2 separate regions of the Mus musculus genome follow, and region 1 is linked to region 2. The links are chromatin contacts, called in public HiChIP or PLAC-seq maps. All regions are on one chromosome and are shown on one strand. The core of a region is the stretch at or near the end of the contact, and the rest is flanking DNA. Distances in the headings are between cores, read along the strand shown.

The links. HiChIP or PLAC-seq counts read pairs in DNA pulled down with a chosen protein or histone mark.
Region 1: a FOXA1 HiChIP or PLAC-seq map of pancreatic cancer cells shows a contact between it and region 2. The contact joins the promoter of Pgpep1 here to the promoter of Tm6sf2 in region 2. A contact is called at or near these places in 1 of 115 datasets of contacts at active chromatin or transcription factors (pancreatic cancer cells) and 1 of 9 other capture datasets (adipose tissue).

The regions. Positions count from the first base shown.
Region 1 is chr8:70,654,899-70,661,091 of GRCm38.p6, reverse strand. It overlaps Pgpep1 (pyroglutamyl-peptidase I), which reads left to right and starts at 1,354. Exons shown (of 5, transcript NM_023217.4): 1 at 1,354-1,482; 2 at 3,612-3,664. The coding sequence starts at 1,449.
Region 2 is chr8:70,069,961-70,075,598 of GRCm38.p6, reverse strand. Tm6sf2 (transmembrane 6 superfamily member 2) reads right to left here and starts at 2,675. Exons shown (of 10, transcript NM_001293795.1): 1 at 2,510-2,675; 2 at 1,218-1,321; 3 at 170-267; 4 at 1-99. The coding sequence starts at 2,604. It overlaps Sugp1 (SURP and G patch domain containing 1), which reads right to left. Exons shown (of 14, transcript NM_027481.3): 10 at 5,426-5,603; 11 at 5,162-5,268; 12 at 4,340-4,485; 13 at 3,948-4,077; 14 at 3,252-3,793. The coding sequence ends at 3,767.

The DNA.
Region 1 (6,193 bases), core at 105-2,604, 590 kb before region 2:
CCTTTAATCCCAGCACTCAGGAGGCAGAGGCAGGCAGATCTCTGAGTTCGAGGCCAGCCTGGTCTACAAAGTGAGTTCCAGGACAGCCAGGGCTATACAGAGAAACCCTGTCTCGAAAACACCAAAAAAAAAAAAAAAAAAAAAAAAAGATTTTTAAAAATATGAAACATTAGAAAAATGGGACCTCCTTAAGATGAGCCTAAACGATGTCCAGGTAGGGGATGGAAAAACAGCGTCCTTAAAAGGAGATGACAGTCGGAGAAGGACTGCAGGAGGAGGAAGTCTGGGCAGTGAACAGCTAGATGTGCAGGTGAGCAAAGGCTCTGGGGTAATAAGGTGCAACCTGGAGCCAAGGAAAGGAAGTATTCCAGTTAGCCATGTTGGCAGAGAGTCAAAGCTCTTCCTCCTGCGCCCCTCCCTCAGCTTTCTGCTGAAGTGACACTTCTGTCTTCCTCAGAGCCATGCCTCGGTGTCCTTGTTTGTAAACTGTGATGAGTGAACACAATCAAATTGTTCCCCCGCCCTATGTCTTACAGGAAGAGAAACTGAGACTGAGAAGGTTGGAGCGGAGCACACTCCCATTGCCCACTTACGTGTTGGAGGCACGTTTAAAATTCAAGTAGGGGGAGGGTCCTGGCAGCGAATAGGCGTGGCCAGGCAGGGGGACCAGGGGAGATGGCCTGGGCTGGTCGATACTTGGGGCGGGGCATGGCTCCAGGTACCTTGTGAGCCCTGCGGCCACAGGGAACCTGGCGGTGGTAGACTGGGGGCGGAGCCTAGATGGAGACCCGGTATGCATGCCCAGCTCAGTGTTTTCAGTGGCATAAAGGGAAGGGGGGTCGGGGTCGTTGCCCTAGGTGGGTTCAGGGCGGAGTAGATTTTAGAAGGAAGAAGTTTCAGAGAGCATGGCCTGAGCCAGGGATGTCATGGGTCGCGGGTGTGAACGTGGACTGCGGCCTGGCCGAGGGGCATTGGAAGGATCTGCACTTGCGTGGGAGTAGGCGGAGGTACATGACCTGGGCCCAGTTGTTTTAAGGATGGGTTTGGGAGTGTCTTGGGAGCTTGGGACCTGGCTGGAGCGTGACCCCGACCTGAGAGTTTGGAAAGCTCCAGGCGTGTGATTCTTGGGGGCGTGGTGGGTCCCTTACAGGACCTGGAGGAGGGTCTTTGGAAGACTGGGGGCGGGGTTGGCTAGGGGTGTGGTTTCTAGGAGGCGTGGCCTAGGAATGGCCTGGCCCGGGCGTTGGGGTCCAGGGTGTAGTGGTGCGCTTGGGGCTCGGCGGAACCCGGGGGGCCGCGCAGGGGAGCGTACAGCTGGTCGGGGGCGTGTCCGGGGCGTGTCCGCGCAGGCCCAGCGTTAGGGGGCGGGGCCGAGCGGCCGGGCGGGGCTCGGGGGTCCGTGTCCGCTCCAGTCCCTACAGCCAGGATCCTAGAGAGTGCATTCCACCATGGAGCAGCCGCGGAAGGCGGTAGTGGTAACCGGTAGGTGCATCTGGACCGGGGCGGCGGGGCAAGTGTTCGCGGTTGCCAGAGGTTTGCAGTTGTCGCCGCCCGCGATAGCACCGTTCGGTCCTGGTAACCTGGAAAGTCCGGGGTCACGCGGCCGGGAGTTCGGAGTGCGCGGGGACTAGGGTGCAGACAGGTCACCTCGCGTACTGCAGTCCCTCCCTGCCTCTTCAGAGCTCTGGCATGTCCCCACCCGCTGACCCCGGGGACAAAGGCGGGTTTACGGCCAGGAAAAGTCCCAGTGACATACGATCCGCTCAGCTTCTGCTCCTGGCACCTTGTATTGTTGGAGGGGCCTGCAACCCGGTTTGGGGCAGGTGTTGGGCCTGGAGTCAACCTGACCCCGGAATGACCCAGGGACTCTAGAGACCAGCTCCTACTGTCACCAGCACCCCCGGAAGCCAACTGTTCTTATTTCCAGGCCTTGGAGGAGGGCACTCGGGTTAGCCTCTGCCCTGAGAGGCCACAGGGAGTGAGCCAGGAAAAACTCCCACTCCTACAGGTGTTTTATAACTGAGAAAGGTTGGGACTTTCTCCCTGCTGTTCCCTGCAGTACAAGTGTGAACGACAGTGTCCCTGATCCATTGGAGCATTCTGGGGGTGGGGGTGTTTATTTGGTTGGTTGGTTTATTAAGATAGAGTCTCATTCTGTTGCACTATCCTGCTGACCTGGAACTTAACTCTGTGACCAAGGCTGGCTACAAACCCAGGGTGATGATTTAGCTTCAAACTTCCAAATGATAGGGTGAGCAGCATGTGCCACCATGATGAGATGCCCCAAGATGTGTCCTCTACCTGCTGTCCTGAGGTATGGTGGCTCTCTCTTAACCTCTTAACACTGGCAGCAGGCTCTTACCACCTGAGTTACACTAACCCAGGTTCTTAGATGTGTGTGTGTGTGTGTGTGTGTGTGTGTGTGTGTGTGTGTAGAGGTTAACCTTGGGTGTCATTACTCAGGCTCCATCCACCTCTGTTTTGAGAAAGTGTCTCAATTTAGGACGCATTCAGAGGTAGCATTTTTCAACCTGTGAGTCACGACCCCTTTGTGGGCCAATTGACCCTTTCACAAGGGTCACCTCAGATTGTGGGGAAACACAGATTTTTATATTATGATTCATAACAATAGCAAAATTACAGTTATGAAGTAGCAAAAGAGAGAAAGAAAGAGAGGATGGCAGCATTAGGAAGGCTGAGAACCCCTGCTCTAGAGCTTGCCAGTTAGGCTAGACTAACTGGCCATAGCGCCCCAGACTGCCTGTCTCTGCTTCCTCAGCCCTGGGAATACAAGTTTGTGCCTCCTCACCTCCGGTATATGGTGCTGGAGAGCTGAACTCGGGCCCTGTGTGGCAACTGACTGAGGTATCTTTCCAGCTGTATTTATTTATTTTGAAGCAGGGTCTCATGTAGCCTGGACTGGCCTGAAACAGTCTTGGAGTCTGGGTCTGCACCATGGCACCCAGAGGCCAGTGGGCTGGTTTTTGTTTTTCTCAATTTAACTTTTCTTGGCAACCCAGTGGCTAGAGAAGGAGGCCGAGTTACCCATATGGGATAAATCCCAGCCTCTTCCCACTCCTGCTGTGTGACCTGGTAGAGTCAGCCCCCTCTCTGCGTCACTTCTTGCTCATGACAGTTAGGCCCTGGAAACCCTGACTTCAGAGGGAATGGAGCCAAATGCCACAAGGCCTTGGAGGTCTGTCTTGGTCAGAGATAGGACCTGGAGGTTGAAGGTTGAACTGACCAAAAGCAGAAGCAGTCTGGTGTCCACCCAGCCTGTCCTGGAGACACCCCCCTCCCAGTCTCTGTGAGCTAATCTTAAAGTAGTGGTGGTCCACAGCCCCACCCAGACAGTGATAGAGTAGTTGGATTTTGGCTGGAGAACAGAGCATTGAAGAGAGAGGCTAACTAGGTCCTCCCAGGTGTGAGGACCCAATTGGGACAAGGAAGCCTGTGCCTGTCACCCCAGGACTCAGCAAGTTGAGGCCACAGCCCATAGCTGGGGCATACCAGGAAGGACTGGATAAGAAGCTAGAATAGGGGTGTGTCTGGGGATGAGATTTCAGAACTCAGGTAAGAAGAGAGAATAACTTCTCTTTTCCTGTTTTCAGGATTCGGCCCTTTTGGGGAGCATACTGTGAATGCCAGCTGGATCGCTGTCCAGGTAACTCTGATCTGGGGGAGGAGCCTCGCCAGGAGCTGAGTATCTTTCCAAGTACTTAATACAATTTAACAGTGAATTTTAACCTTGACTTTTTTTTTTTTTAAACCCAAGATGTAATTCTATATAGCCCAAGCTCATGATCCTCCTGCCTCAGCCTCCTGAGCAGTAGCTGAAAACCTTTTCAATTGACCTGGTATGGTGGAACACACCTTTAATCCCAGCACTTGGGAGGCAGAGGCCAGCCTGGCCTACAGAGTGAGTTCCAGGACAGCCAGGGCTACACAGAGAAATCCTGTCTCGAAAAACAAACAAACAAACAAACAAAACAAAACAAAAACAAAAGAAAAGAAAAGAAAGGTGGAGTGTGTTCCGGCGGGTTCCCTGTGGCTGGGGAGCAGGCGCCCTGGGCAGGGACTCAGTCTCTTCACTGAGAACCTCAGGGGGTGGCTCTTCCCAGAGTGCCATCCAAGAAGTGACTCTACTAACTTGTATTTCCTTGCCAGATGGGACATTCAGACAGACAGACTAGGGAACAATTGAGTGGAGAGAAACAGACGTTTGATTCTTTGGTAATAACTGGCTGGGACGGCAGCAGACCAGGATTAATTTTAGCCCATTAGCTGTGTGATTTAAGGGTTCTCTCTTCTCACCCGAGACTCCCACGTCCCCCACCACCAGCCTGTCACCCTCCCCGTGCTGCAGACCTCAGAAGTCCCAGCTGCTTTAGCACCTCCCTCTTTTCTTTCCACCTTCACTCTGTGAGCCAGGTGGAGGACCCCGGGGTCCCAGGGACCTCGCAGATGGGAGTGTGGCCGGGCCCCTGCTTGTGCATCCACTCCCGGGACCACCAGACAAAAAGCCCCAGTGTGTCTCAGAAGACTTGTGTGTCTGGCTTTGTGCGAGTTACAGACAGGAGGCTTCACGGGCTAAGTGGACACAAAGCCAGTGTCTGGATTCCTGGGCCCCAGACACCGCCATCTGCATGTAAATGGGAAGGAAAATCAATTAAACAATCTTTGTGAATATCCCCTTGGAGCTCTTGGACTGGGGGAAACTCCGGGTCCTGAATAGACCAAGACTGTTCCTCAACCTATTCCTTTAAAATATTTTATTTGTTTTTGCATTTGATGATTGCGAGTGTGGAAGAGCACGCCTGTGGAGGTCAGAGGGTAGCTCTCTGGACCAGCTTCTCTCCTTCCACTGTGTGAGTGCTCTGAATGGAGCATGGAGACCAGGCTGGGCCACGGGCTTCATCACCCTTGAGCCTTACTTTTGTTTTTAAGTTTTGAGGCAGGATCTCACTCTGGCTGACTTTGAACTCCTGATTCTTCTGCCTCAGCCTCCCTAGCACTGGGGTGACAGGTGTACACTGTTGTGCCTGCCTCCTTTGATTGGTTAACTAATCAATCACATTTTACTCTGTATCTTGGCTAGTTTCAAACTCCAGGTGATTTTCCTGCCTCAGTTTCCGGAGTGCTGGAATTGTAGAGGGTGCCTGCCCTCACACCGGCTTTCTCTTCATTTCCCCTGGGTCTGGGGTGCCAGGTTGTTTCCTGGGAGGTTCAGGTGGGTGTCAAGGACCAGGCTGACTCTGACTTGTTTCTTCACAGACTCCCTGAGTGGGCCACAGACGTGGTGACATCCTGGGATAATTACTGCCACCACAAGTCTAGACAGACCTGCTAAGGGTACCAGCAAACAAAGAGGGCTTTGTGCTGGGGTCAAGGGAATCAATTGGTCAGATGCAGCCATGCCTGCTTTTGCGACAGAGTCTTTTCAGGTAGATGACCCAGGACAATGCCACAGCTGAAGCCCTGCCTGGTGTTTCCCAGGGTGCTGGGTACTGAGCCAGGATTCAGGAAGTGGGATGTGGGGCTCACAGCCCTCTTCTCCTGAGAGAGCTGGAACCAGGTGTCCAGGGACAAAAGGCAGAATCTGGTGAAGGGTGACACTACTTGCACATCTGTGACCAGTCCCCACTACAATGGCCTTCTCAGCCATAGAGTCCCCACAAAAAGCAGAGTGTCAGCATGGAAGGGTGCTTGTCTTCTGATAGCGCCTGGCCTTCACAGAGACATTAAATACCAGCTCGCACCCACCTCAGGTTTTCTAGGTGAAGCCCTGAGTCCCACATCACTTACCCGGTCCATATGTGAGTCCTGCTGTTTGAAGGTACTAGCCATGGGATGAGGGTGAGTGCCGAGCCCCCCAGCTAGACCTCAGTCATTCATCTTGTGTAGGGGGGCGGAGTGTGTCTTTTGTTTGTTTTTTTGAGACAGGGTTTCTCTGTATAGCCCTGGCTATTCTGGAACTCACTATATAACCAGGTTGGCCTTGAAGTCAGAGATCCTCTTACACCTGTGTCCCAAGTGCTGGATTTAAAGCTGTGTGCCACTATGCCTGGCATTTTGTGTTTTGCTTGTTTTCTTGTTTTTGTTTTTGTTTTTGTCTGACACAGGATCTCAAGTAGCCCAGGTTAGCCTCAAACTCACTATCAGCTAAGAACTCCTGAGCCTTGGCCTTGGCCTT
Region 2 (5,638 bases), core at 1,426-3,925:
GCGGATGGCACCAGCCATTGTCAGATAGAGCAGGTAGTGCACAGTACCATCCCAGTAGCAGATGAAGATGCCATGTGCTGTGCGTAGGTAGGGCTCACCCTGTGGGCAGGAGTGGGGCTCAGGAGCATGCATGATGGGGCCAGAACCACACCCAGCTATCCCACACTACCTCCTTGGTGTAGAAATCCATGAAGCCCATCATGTAGCCATCTTCTTGGAGTGCAATGACAAGGTCCACCACCGAGGTGAAGGAGAAGATCACAAAGACTGGAGACAGAGAAGGTGGGACTGAGCAGGTGAGTGGGGTTGACATGGACAAGGACAGGGCCAAGTATGGGTGTGGCTAAAGCCAACACAATGACAGTTTGGGCCTGGGCAATCTCAGGTTCTGTTCTTTTGACACAGGGTCTGTAGCCTAGGCTGCCCTGGGACAAATGAAAATCCTCCTGCTGCAGATTCCCAATTGCTGGGATTACAGGCTCTCAGCACCACATTAGCTTTTAGTTCAGCTTATAATTGGGCTTGAAACATCAGGTCCAGCCGGGCAGTGGTGGCACACCTTTAATCCCAGCACTTGGGAGGCAGAGGCAGGCAAGTTTCTGAGTTCAAGACCAGCCTGGTCTACAGAGTGAGTTACAGGACAGCCAGGGCTATACAGGGAAACCCTGTCTTGAAGAAAGAAGAAAAAAGAAAGAAAGAAAGAAAGAAAGAAAGAAAGAAAGAAAGAAAGAAAGAAAGAAAGGAAGGAAGGAAGGAAGGAAGGAAGGAAGGAAGGAAGGAAGGAAGGAAGGAAGGAAGGAAGGAAGGAAGAAAGAGAAAAAGAAACATCAGGTCTAAGGAAAGGTGACCAGGCCACACATAATAGCATCCATTCTACATTCTATATATGTGATGAAGGAAGTCCCAAGTCTGGAGCTGGACAAAGTGCCATTGTCATTCCAGCATTCAGAACTCAGATAGAGGCAGGAAGATTAGGAGTTAGGGTCAGCTCAGGCTACATGAGTCCTGGGAAGGGCATAGGGGAGAAAGACATAATTACTTCTCTCTGGAGTTCCACCTCTGAAAGACACCCTTTGAGGTTCTCCAGTCTAATGGTATTCCAGGCCCTCCGAGTTCCACAGTTAATGGGAACCACTCAAAGACTAACAGAGGTCCTTGGGTTGGTCTTTAGCCTTTGCCCAGAGAACCCTGCTCCTCAGCACCTCCCAATGACTCACCAGCATAGAGAGGGTCGTAGGTGATCTCCCCATGAGATAGGCTATAGACTGCCAGGAAGAGCAGACCCAGTATCAGAGCACTCGTCAGCACCACAAACAGGGGCCTGGGGGAAAATCGAGTGCTTGGGTGAGACCTCCTGGAGGAATTATTCAGAAAGTGTCAGCAAAGGAGAATGAGACCTGACTTCTCCATCAGTGGTTTCTTGGTTAGGTTTTCTACTTGGCAAACTCCTACTCATACTTCAAGGCTTATCCATATTGCTCCCACTGGAAGCCCTCTCTGATTTCCCTATCTCTGTGTTTCATCATTAGCTAATACTCATTCCTTTGGATTTGCCAGGTCACTCATTGAGCCTCACCCTTCATGTGGTTGGACTCTGATGGGAGGGAATCTAGTATTTTCTTGAGGCTCCCAGTTTCTCTCAACTAAAGTCCAAATGTCTCCAACTGCACTTCCCTATTCTTGCTCAGTTACACCGAAGTTATACAGTCTGATAAGACAGTTCAGCTAGCTGCATAGATAACACAAGCCAGGTCTCTGGGCTTCCCTTAACACAGCTGGACAAACAAACCAAAACCCAGAGAGGGGAATCCACCTGTCTGGTGCCACACAGCCAGTTTTTGTTCAATTCTCCTAAACTACCCAGGCCCACATTTCATAAACTCCATCCTGGTTTTACTTAACCAAAATGCCAACACTAATCTTGACACTGCACAGAACTTGTGATCCTCACCCATGACGATAGTGAAACCCAGATAGATAAAGAGACCTGGGCTCCCAAAGGGCACTTGGCTCACTCAGACTCTCAGGAGACAGGTACCAGGGAGTCAGACCTATGGCTAAGGCCCTCTCTATCCCACTGTTTGAGTTAACTGAGCTTTGGAGTGAGGGGATTGCTGGACCTCCGGGGTCTATCTGAAGATAGAAGTCAGGGACAGGGTGCTCATTGCTTGTAGGGGGAGTTAACTCTAGGCCTGAGACAGAGACGATGGTACAGGGCATGCGTACCAGGGAAGTTGGGTGAGTTGGGCTTTATCTAGGAAAATACTTTGACCCTGGGTGACTTTGGAACTGGCACAGCATACATCCCTGGAATACTCGTAAATGCCACAACCCACTATGGCTCCACATCACCTTTCCCCAGAAACTTACAACTTCATCTTCCTGACAGCGCGGCTGGAGAGGGATTTCTGCTTGCAATGGCGTTCCCCCGGCCCAGCTCCCATCCTATGGGATTTTGCTACCCCTCATCCTCCCTCCAGCCCCATGGTCCTCATGGACGAAAACGCACTGTGAGAACGCCGAAACTTGATTGAGTAGGTAGGACACTGGCAGGGCGCAGAATGACATTGCCACAGTCCTGCCGGCTAGGGGCGGGATGTCCATGGCAGCGGCACCCCGACCCCGGCGAGGCCTCCAGGACGCTTGGCTCCGTGACCGCAGCGCGTCAGAGCTCTGAGTTGCCAGGAACCTGCCTGCCCCCCCCCCCCCCCCCGCGCGCAAAGGTCGCCCCGCGCAGGAGCTGGTCACCACCCTTTCCTGTGTTGAGGTTCTTGGCCAGTATGCGGAGGGGGTGGGTGGGGAGTGCCGCCCTACTATCAGGAGACTCCGCCCATAAGCTCCCTTTCTCAGTCCTTTTATCCATTGCACAGCGTCCTTTCCCAGTTTTCAGCCGTCCCACATCTGCAGCCATGCCCCCTTACCTCTACCCAGCTTATAACTCCGCCCCCATACCCTAGTCACCTGTGGGGCTGAACTGTAGAGACTTCCCTTTACCGAGTCCACAATAGTCCCTTACCTAAGACCCATTCACCTCTCCTAGCCCTACTCACAGGCATTAGCTCAAGAGTGCAGCCACGCTCTACATGGCCCCGCCCCCAGGCCCTACACTCACAACTTGTACACACTGCAGTCCAGCCCCTGGCCACACTCCCACTACTCAGCTCTGCCAACTCTAGGACCTTTTGTGTCATGCCCAACCAGATCTTGGGAGAGGGAAACATTGGGGAGATGGAAGACCAGAGGAGCAAGACTGGAGTACTCAGATTTATCATTCTTATTCTCTTGAGGACTTTGACTAGCTGGAGAGGTCTGGGGAGGATCCAGGGCAGCACAAATGGGATGAAGCTGCAAAGATTGACCATCACGGGCTCCAGCTGGGCTCTTGCAGCTATGCAGTGAGCAATACATGAGACAGCCCAGGCCTCTGCCTCTAGACAGGCCCTACCCATACTCCAGCTGTGCCCAGTCCACACCAGCCCATGCACATATCATGAAGTGTTTGGAAGCCTCTTTTTCCTCTGCCTGGGGTAAAGTCTGAATCAACTGGCTGGTCTCCAGTTACTGTGAACTCAATGAGCCTCAGTGGGACTGGAGGAGGGACAAAAGAGGTTTCTGGCAACAGCAGGAACTGGAATGCTGGACAGGTGAGCATTGGGACTTTAATACACAGCACAACACTTGTGACCACAGGATAGAGATGGATGCCAGAACATTTCATAGTCCAAGGATGGCCGATCTGAATGTAGACTTTGTGTTTCCAGAATATTCAGTAGTAGGGCCGTCTGGGGTTGTTCTGTGGAAGCCCAAAAAGATCAAAGGAGTGTTAGTGGAAAACTATAGGTCCTCCCTCCACAACGTTGCAGGCAGCAGAGCTGACATCCTGTGAGGGCTACAGCAGGGGTTTTGTCATCTCTCTCAAACTAACAGGCAGTCAGGGAGGCACGCACCAGCGGGTTGGGCCGGAATCGGTAGGCCAGCATCATCCTCTTGCGGAAGGCCTCGTACTCATCATCCTCCTTGGAGAGTTCAGCTGGCCGGTCGATGCCAAAGCCAGCTCCATCTATTGTGGTGGCACCCCTGTGGAAGGAAAACCAGCAGTCATGAGTAGGAACCAGGATGAGACAGACAGGAAGGGCTTCTGGGGTACTGGGGTGGGGACTGGTGGCAGGGTTGGCAGGTCCTAGATTCACTCAGACATGGGGTCAGAGGCCAGCTTCACGGTCAAGCAGTGTGGGTAGCAAGGCTTTACATACTAGTTAAACCAGAACTAGTTGTCACTAGCTGGAACCTTAGGACTTGTCCATCTGTGTGCTCCCGCAAGCCCTGTGGCAGCACTCACTTGTTCACTGGGTTCTTGATGCCCTGGCCCTCAGTGCCCAGCCCCTCGCCCTCTTTCCAGCCCATCTTCATGAGCATCTGGTAGCCAATGTTTTCCACCGTCAGCTTAAACTCCTTATATTCTGAGTAGTCTGGCTCTCTGCCCTCCTGCAACAGAAGAGAGGAGAAAGTTGCCAGCCATGGGGACTATAGCTGTCCCTAGGTCCCAGTTCTGGCTCCAATGCCTGCCCAACTTGATCTTAGTTAGCCTCATGCCAGACTGGTTCCACCCATGTGCCCCAGCCATCAGTGGTTGACTCCACTGAAATAAATCAAGCTCTTCATCCTTATGCTGTCTTCAAAGGGCTGAGCTTCCAGGCACTCAAGTCAAAGGGGACAAGGTGACCATTAACATGGCCTGTTTGGGACGTTAACAGTTTACAGGCCAAGAGTAGCTCATGTTCTAAGAGCAATTTGTTCTGAATACCCAGCTTGGGAACAATCTGTCACACAGAATGCTAAACAGACATAACTATGGGATACAAAGAAATGCCAATTCATGTCTCATCAGCCCCCTGGTTCTTGAGCCCACCACAGTGGGGCAGCATGCAAGACGGTGCCTTTCTGCAATTGGGTGGCAGAGGAACATGACAAAAGAACATGGCTAGCCTGATCTACACAAGTTCCAGATCAGTGAGGACTGCATGACAAGATCCTGTTTTAAGGAAGAAAGAAAAGCTATCCTTGGGCCCCAGCTCTGAAACTGTGATTTCCCACTGGCTGGAAGACACTACACTATGTGTTAATTCCCCTCCTGTCCATGCCTGCCCATCGGCTTCCCCACCTTCAGGGCCTTGAAGGTCTCCATGAACTTCTCCAGCTCATCAGGGGGCAGAAAGTCACCGATGAAGTGCTTGCCCCGACCCATCTGTGTCAGCTGCTCTGCCCACTCTGCTCAGAGAGGAGAGGAAGATGAGTGAGTGGCAAGGGATGAGAAAGTAGTCGATAGCAATGGTGCTATTTCTGGATCGGTGGAGCCTCTAGACCATGTGCCATGGCCAAGTGGTGCAGGTAAGTGGGGTTCACCCTCTTTTCATGTCCCACATACCCCGTGTCTTGTCCATCTCCATGCGTCGCAGCTGGTGCTCCCAGGTGCCCAGTTCACTGTCTACCTCCTCATCACTGTCATAGCCATGCTGGTGTTGCTGCAGCGCCTTCTCCCACAGAAGCTGCATGTCTTGCATGGCGCGCTTGTGCTGCATAATCATGTCATACATCTGCTGCATCTGCGGAGTGGATAGGCAAGTGCTCATTGAAAAGA